Linked DNA regions of Gossypium arboreum: region 1 is linked to region 2. A link is a contact called in public Hi-C data. All regions are on one chromosome and are shown on one strand. Each heading gives the region's core, a stretch centred on a gene start, on an enhancer-like site or on the middle of the called end of the contact. The rest is flanking DNA. Distances are from core to core; before and after follow the strand shown.

Evidence for each region. Hi-C and Micro-C count contacts between places; a contact is called where the count stands out from the background.
Region 1: a contact with region 2 is called in a Hi-C map of leaf, with 3 times the contacts expected there. The contact joins the promoter of LOC108479638 here to the enhancer-like site in region 2. A contact is called at or near these places in 2 of 5 Hi-C or Micro-C datasets (both in leaf).

The regions. Positions count from the first base shown.
Region 1 is chr12:40,759,581-40,763,828 of ASM2569848v2, reverse strand. It overlaps LOC108479638 (formin-like protein 6), which reads right to left and starts at 2,749. Exons shown (of 4, transcript XM_017782354.2): 1 at 949-2,749; 2 at 661-860. The coding sequence starts at 2,432.
Region 2 is chr12:40,639,043-40,643,539 of ASM2569848v2, reverse strand. No RefSeq gene overlaps it. Among protein-coding and RNA genes, the nearest start is that of LOC108477766, 22 kb to the right of the region's middle. Within about 2 kb of position 2,084, at least 1 of the 2 cell types and tissues checked has an H3K27ac peak or open chromatin away from gene starts, as enhancers often do. A contact at or near this core is called in leaf, where this site is marked.

The DNA of each region.
Region 1 (4,248 bases), core at 1,500-3,999, 120 kb before region 2:
ATTTGGTCCAAACTCTTTAAAAGTACATAAACATTTAAAAAATGTTTTACAAATTATTTTTTTCTTCGTATTTTCAATAAAAATATAAAAATAATAATAAATTGTGAAAAAATAAAATAAAATGAATTTTAAAAGTAATTTAAAAGAGTAATTTAAAATAAATTACTTTTTAAAATTATTTTATTTTATTTTACTTTTAAATAGTTTTTAATTTTTCACAATTTTTAATTATTTTTATTGAAAATAAGAAAAACATTCAATTGTTAAAACCATTTCTTTTCTAATTGTTTATGAGTTGGATCAAATTGACAAAAAAAAACTGTAAACCATGAGGATTAAGAGAGTCATTTTACCTTTTTTATATATCAAGAGTGAATAAACAGAATTCCACACATCCTACCAAGATTTTTAAATTAAAAAATGAATACATAGGGATTCAACATCTAGGATTAAATTTTGAATTTCAAGATTAAATATTGAATTTCAAAAGAGTACAATTATCTTTGGCATATTTAGAAGGAAGTGAAAACCAGCAAATTTTATGCTCTTAAATCCTGAAAGCCCCTTAACCAAAGAGAAAGATGATGCAGAAAAATTTCCTTCATATCTAAGATATAAGAATCTTATTATTTACTGATAGAAAATGTAAATATGACTTACCATCTAAAAGAGCTTCTGACACCTCATCTCGAGTTACACTCAGTGCTCTCAACAGTATGGCAATATTTTGTGACTTCTTTGGATTCAACACTCTGTTTTCCCGTTCAACAGGAGGCAAAACTGATCTTCTAATAGGTTCTCTGGGCACTGAGTTTGTGGAATTGCAGCCAAAAAGGGTCTCCATCATGTCCTCATTCAATCTGCAAACAAGGCAAGTTCTCAAGATTAGAGGTCATATTTTTGAAAGCTTAATCCCCTGTGAAGTAGTATACAAGTTTTATCACTCACTGAAAAGAGCTTGATTTTAACTGGTCCCACACTGTAGCTCTCTCCGAGGTCGCTCGTACTTTGTCCCAGTGCAACGGCTTTAACTTGGGCTTTGCACTCTCCATGTCATCCCCATCTGTCTTCTCTACACAACTGCCAGCTTTATGATTAACCTCTTCCATGGATTTTCTACTCCCACCCCCTTCACTTATATCGGGAATTGGAGTCGAGGATTCTTGCGTTTTTAACACTGGGGAAGGTTTTAGAGACACATCGGTTTCCAAGGACCTTACTGTCCTCGGAATTGAAGGTCCCGTTGCTGGGAACGGAGGGGGCGGTGGAGGTGGAGGTGGAGGCGAAGGTGGAATTTTTGTTCTTTGTGGGGACAAATGGCTGCTAATTGATCGAAGTAACGCCACATTTGGAGGAGGAGGTGGGGAGGAGAATTTCGCCCTTTTTGCACAAGTAGTTTCTTCGGTCTCATGTAACTCAGGGGCTAGGCTTTGTGATTGTTGAAGAGGCGGTGGTGGTGGAGGAGGAGGAGGCAGCTGCGACCGCTGCTGCTTTATTGAAGGGATAATAACACGCTTCATTTCGGGTGAAGAAGCCAAAAGCCTTGTTTTTGGAGATGTTCTTTTGGAACGAGGACGACCAGAATTAGTATTCCCATTCATTTCTGTCTTGGCCGGAGTCACCAAACCGCCACTAATCGAACGTGAAGCCGGAGTATAATAGCTTTCTTCATTGCTAATAGTTGAGCCCTGGGGGGTATAAAAACCAGTCCCCTGACTCTCTTCACCAGAAGAAGATGATGAAGGTGACATTGCCGTGGGTGAACAATTCTCAAATGCAGGAGGCTTAGCCAAAGGAGGCAATGGCTGCAGTTCAGGACTTGGCCTATACCGATCCCATCTCTTCCCTGAGTTCAATTTATGATAAGGTGAACCATTGGCTCCTCCGTTCACTTCACTCACCGATCTCCTCATTGGCTCCACTGTTCCAATGTAAAGAAAACTGGAAGGTGGCACCCCGGAATCTTCCTGGAACCTCTCCGAGTTCCCTCCAACAAGCTTCTGGGTATCTCCAGGGTGTTTAGCCCTATGACGGTACAAGAAGAAAGCAAGTCCTGATAACATTCCCAAGGTTACAATCCCCACAGAGATTGCAATTGCAACTCTTTTAGCTGGTTTGGTGGGTTGTGTTGCGGTTGGGATTGGGATTGAGCCATTGGCCGCTGCAGCTGGTGGTGTAGATTGTTGATTCTGATCTGGGGATTGCTGACCTTCAGGGAAGAATGGCTGAGTTGGGTCAGGCGGCGGAGGAGACGGTGGAGGTATAGAATTGTCGGTCCCTGGAGGTGGGGCTGAACCAGCTGGAAATAATGGTTGGTGTAGAATTCTTCTATAAATGATAAAATCCTCAATTACAGAAACAGCAGCTTTTGATGTTGGTGAAGACAATGGTAGTAAGATGAAAAAGAGGAGAATATGATAAGCTGCTCTCATGCTGAATTTTTCGGGTCCAATGTTGTTTCTCCTTTTTCTCAAAATTCATCTACGGGGGAAGACATGACTTTGCTTCTCCGTTCCTTTCAACCCTTGGCAAAGAAAAGATAAATAATTAATTAATTAAAAGAAAAAAAATAGCACTTTATTTAATATTAAGAGAAAGAAGAATTGGAGTTGTTTAGTCAGGGGAAGCTTCTTTTTGATGCAAGATCTGGATGCCAAGCAGATGAGTTCAGCCATAGCCCAATTTTACTAATTTCTAATTTTTCCTATTTACCGGAGGTGGAGGAGATATGGGATTTTTCTTATAATCATATTATCTACCTAAAAACAATTTAGATTATCTAAATTAAAATTATGTATTTACTCGTATGTAATATAGAAGAGAAAAGAAGTAAAAATGAAAATTAATAACCTTTTATACTGTTGTTCAAATGAAGACAAGAAAAAGGAGCTTTTTTTTATATAAATAATTTTATTTTATTTTATCATTTAATATTTTTGGTTAATTACCTGACACTCGATGTAATATGACAATTTTGTGGGTTAAAGAAATTATAAATAAAAAAGGTGACTGCTTTTCACTTTATAAGTAAATAATTTTTAACAGTGTATTGTTTTAGACAAAGATGGTAGCTTTTAAAGAGTAAATACATTTAGGTTTTATGAAGTGACTTAACTTTTTTTATTAATAAAATTAATCTCATAAAATTATATTCTTTATATTGTGGGTACCACGTATGAAATGAAAAAAAAAACAGATCTGAGAAGACAGAATAAACTTTTTAGCATATTGAGTGGGTTTAGATCAAAAGTAAAAAGACGATGATGACCATGGAAATGGTGAAAATAAAATGACCAGGTTGGTATCCATTTTTGTCCAATTAATTTATCTAACTGTTTCATCTTTCGTCGGGATCGAGAAAATGCAGTGGCACATATTTTATTAAACCTTCTTTCTCGCTTTGGTGCCATTAAATCTCTGTGCCCACTCCCTACTTTACTACTTTATTTAAAGCCTAAGCCCTAAGGTAAGATGTTGAAATCTTTATAAATGATGAAATTGAGAAAATTTTTCTTTTCAATTTGATGAAGATAATAATCTTTTTAAATATATAAAACTCTTAAAATAATTTCTTAAAAAGTTAAAGAAATGATCTATATTCGAAGATTGATGGATTGCTAAAATTGTATATAAAGATGGATTTAAACGGTTACAAATTATTAGGTTGAGTGAAATGATATAAGTTTGAAATATTAAAATTGATATTATTAAAACGGATAATTCTCACATAAATTATAAATTGGAAATTAATAAATAATAAAAACTTTTAATTTAACTTTAATAAATTTATATTTAAATCGATTAAATCTTATTTTAATTAATATCGATATTATTATAAATGTTAAAAATTAAATTTTATCGAGTAATTTTAGAAGTTGTATAAATATATATATATATATATATATATTTAATTCAACATTTTTATTAACATATGAACTCAATTCATCCTGATCTAAAATCATCTAAATTAACCTTTCTCAAAAGCAAGTTAATATAATAAAACACTAGATCAATATAAGCAAAAATTTAAAGGAACAGAACACTTACCACAACAAAGAAAAAGCAGCCAAATTTATGAGAAGAGTAGCAAGTATTTGGATGGAAATAGAAGAAGATGGCAGCCCACTAATCAGCAGAATCTATTGAATAAGCAATCGGCAGCAACTTTGAAATAATGAAGTCAATAGCAACGCCAATTAGATGGCAAATAGGAGTGAAGTTTCTTTAGAAAGAAAGATTGAAGCAAAA
Region 2 (4,497 bases), core at 835-3,334:
CAACAATTTAATTCATGCAACAATTATATACTCACCTTATTACAAAATCATGAAATCTAACATGAATTTTCAATAATTATATTGATCATGAATCATAGAAATATAAATTGAAAGCTCGCATCACTCGTCGTCGGCTCTCACCTTTCCTTTCTCTCTGAACAGCTCGGCGTTGTCTTTAGCTAATATGAGAATTCAAGAATGACACAACATCAATTTCCATCCAAATCACATTTAAATACAAAGCCAAGCGTATTTTCCAATTTATTCAATTTAGTCTCTAAACTCGGGACAAACATAACTTTCGATTTAAAGCTTCATATTAAAATTCGATTTCACATATACTTATTAGAGACATCCTATTTTCTATTCCTATCAAAAATTCATAATAATTTTTCATTTTTTTCAATTTTGTCCCTAATGTACAAAACTAACGATTAAGCTTTACAATTTAGTCCTTTTTCATAATCTAAGCTTAATTTCTATCAAATTCATACCAATTTCATCAATTTCTCAACAGTAGAACTTTTAAAAACTTTGAAAATTTCACAAATTGACACATGGGCTAATTAAATCAAGCTCTCATGATTCAATTTCCATAAGAATTAACAAAATAATGACTAAGGACTTACTTGAAAATGAATGGTCAAATGCTTGAGAACTTAAAGATTCATTCTTTTCTTTTATTTGGTTTCTACAGCTTGGGGATGAAGATGATGATATTTCATCTCTCTTCCCACTTCATTTTTATTTATTCATTATTTAACTTTTAATTAATTTTAATTAACAATTTTAATTAAGTTTTATTTAATTAATTTACTATTAATTTAACTAGAGTCTATCATCATTATCATCCACCAACACATGTTAATATTTGGTTTACTAACCATTATAGTATTTTAAATAATTTTGTTTAAGTCGAAAAGTCTTATCCTAATTAAAAACCTAAGCTTCAATAGCAGCAGCCAGGGGATTCGATAAATGTTAAAGAATGAACTGCTGCAACAGCTAGGTTGTTAGTAAGTTATTGAGTTAGTTGGAGTTAGTTGATTCAGTTTGTTACTCATATTATTTGTTAAAGCTTAGTATAAATACTATAGTTGTATGTTCTTTGTAGTCATGTTGTACTTAGTGAAGAAATACATGGGTTCATTTATTCATTTTTTCTTTCTTCTCTTTGTTATTTTCTCTTCATTGTTCTTTGAGATTTATGTGTCCGTTTTTTATCTGTTAATATTTCAACAGAAGGCAATATTGAGGATTGCATTGGTTGCTAAGTGAAAATGAATCTAGTTTCAAATTGATAAAAGATCGAGTACATTAGTGAGAATAAAGATAGATTATAACTTTGCATGCCAATAGAGAAAGTTAATGGTACCGCACATGACTATTAATGGCCTGTTGTGACTTATATTGATCTGGTTATAAAAATTATAAAATATTTAATAATAATGTTGAATCAAATTTAATTTTTTACTTTGATTATAAAATGCATAAAAAAAATGTCACGAAAACTTACCTGACGTATGCAATCGAATAACCGTCCTTTTCTAAATATAATTCAACCTCAATGTTGGTAGGTATAGGTTAAGAGAAAACAAGATAGAGAAAGTACAAGGCAATTTTAAACCGCGAAAAAAAAAACAAAAATTTATGGCTTCAAACTCAACCCACAGGTACATGATCTGAGCACCTGTGTTAATCTTTTCTGCTAATTCGGGTTGTGTCCTACTAAAGTTTTATGTGACTGAAGGGTATAATTAACCTCTTGTTAATGATCTTCTTTTCTTTTTTTAATTTACTAACTTTCTATGGAACAGCTCCTCTCTTTTCCTTGCTGTGCTGCACGTCAGCTATTTAACCTTTGCTTTGTAGTCATGCAATTCGCCAAATTGCAAGGCAATGTATGGCCAAGGAAGAAAGCACTATCAGCCACTTTTGTAGGCTTTTAAAACACACAAAACAAAACAAGGAAAATTACCAAAAATTCACAGCCTTCAATTTATAAGCCTTTTGAACAAGGGTTGCGTTGTTTAGTTGTTTTCCAAGTAGCAAAAGCTGGCAATTTGAGTGAGATTGGTCTTGGGGTCTATAAGATAAAAGACAGTTTGTCTTTTGTTTAGCAGTTATTTGCCCCATCCTCGCTCTCTATTCAATAGTCTAACCAAAGATTTATGCAGTGATGTCAACAACGTTAACCTCCAATTTTTAGTAATTTCTATACTCTGTTAGAATTATAAATTATCTTTACTCTAAAATATTGAAAAATATAAGCAGATATATATATGATCATCTTACATAAGGTATGAATATATATAAAATATAAACTACCATATCTTTACACTAATTGTAAGATTGAAAAATATTTTAATTTTCATATTATATAAGAAAATTTCCTTTCCAGATTTTTTCTCGATTTTGTGCTAATTGAAATAAAAACAATTCAATATTTTACCAAAAAAAAAATAATAAAGTAAACAAGGATTCAAAATTAATTACTCGTACTTATGAGCCTTATAAAACAGCTAAATTTTGTTATTAATATTATATTTGCAGAAGTTGTAAATTTAATATTCCTTCTTTAATTTAATCATTTTAGTCTTTGTATTTTAAATTTTAAATTTTCAATTCTCATTAAATAATAATTGTTAAATTTATTAAGTTTTTCTATTTTCGAAATTTGATACAAGAAAGATATCATCATATATGTAATATCATGTCAACTTGTTATTTACATATTACTCATTAAAAATCCTGTTAATGGATTAACGGCTATAATTTGTATCAAGATTGAAATTTCAAAGTCCAAAAAATAAGGACTTAAAATAATCCGATTGGAGAATATAAACTAAATCTATAACTTTACGCATAATACAATATTAATAATTGAATTTAACCAAATAACAGAAATTAAAATTAATTAAATTAAAATATAATAACTAAATCTAAAATGATTTGTTTATCACATAAATTTTGGAAGAAAGAGAATCCCAAAGTTGACCAAATGAGTGCAAGACACGAAATATAATTTTTAATTTAATTTTCATTACGTTTCTTCACAATATGTTATTCAGAAGGCAAATATGCCTTTTTCCTTTTATTTATTTTTAATTTCCCTTTTGGTTCGTAAAGCAAATAGAGTGGGGCTCTACTTGATTGTAATCTCAACCTCCTATCTTATTCAAAAGGCAATTATAATAACATAAATTATCACATTTATTGACTAATTTTTTTTCAACTTTGACAATAAATTTATTAGACCTTACTGATAAGCTTTAATTGAGTGATACTTACTATTAAATAATTCAATAAAAAAGCATATGACGAATTTGAATCCCAAGTTGCCCTATAGGACTGATTGTTTAATCACCGCACAAAGCCCTGGGTGGACAAGCCTAGATTTTAATAGGTTTGTAAATTAATCCATAAATTTGTTTGTGTTTATTAATGTCGAATTATAAAATTGAGTTAAATTTTGTTTATTTGATTGTATTTTTATGTTTAAATTAAATAAATTTGTTTGTGAAAATTAAATGAGAACATATTTTCTGAAAAAATTATAAATATAATCATGAATAATAAAATAAATAGATTTCTTATTTTTATCTATAATATATATAAAAGTACGAGTTTGAAAACATTTTGAACCAACATGAACATCCTTTATTTTTCGTCTTATTACTAAATTGATATTTAAATATAATTATAATTTAATAAAAATGGTTATAACTACACATTTAAAAATAATATAATATAATTTACAATTATTATTTAAAAATTTTATATAAGAAAAGTTTTAGTAATTTTAAAATAGAATTATTACTTACTAAAAGTTTAAGAAAAAGTTGTGATAATTATAATTATTAGTTAAAAATAATTGTGTTTTAATTTTGACATTATTATAAAAATGATTTTTTATTTTTAAAAATGTTATGCTAATTTTATTTATCTAAAATAGAATTATTAGTTTTGTAATACCCCAAACTCGGCCTAAATGTTATGGGCAAATCTGAAAGGTTACATTAATACGTTGGAATTTTACTTTTAAAAACGAGTCTCGTTACAAAATCGAAAATCAAAGTTTGATAAAAACTCGCCACAATTCTTTAATAGGAATATTTGTCATTCTTAATACGTTTATGCAAATTTATCAATTGTTAACTTAAAAAGCCCAATTTTATGAAATCATAGCGCTTGAGACACTTGCTTCGTAAAACTTGTAATTCAGAATAAAACTTTGCAGCAGAAATTTTTTTGTTGACATTTGAAAATCATGATTTCAACAAGTGGAAACGCATAATTTTGTCGGTTGTGTATATTCTAAAACTTACATTATTAACTTTCGTAAAACTCATTTTAAATTTATAGCAGAAAAATTCTTAACTTATTTAATTTTGAAATCCAAGCATTGTGTTTAATTGACAGAATTCATGCATATATCTTTAAGTAACAAAAACCCATAGCCAAAATTAAACCCGAAAAATTAGTCCAAAAAACAAA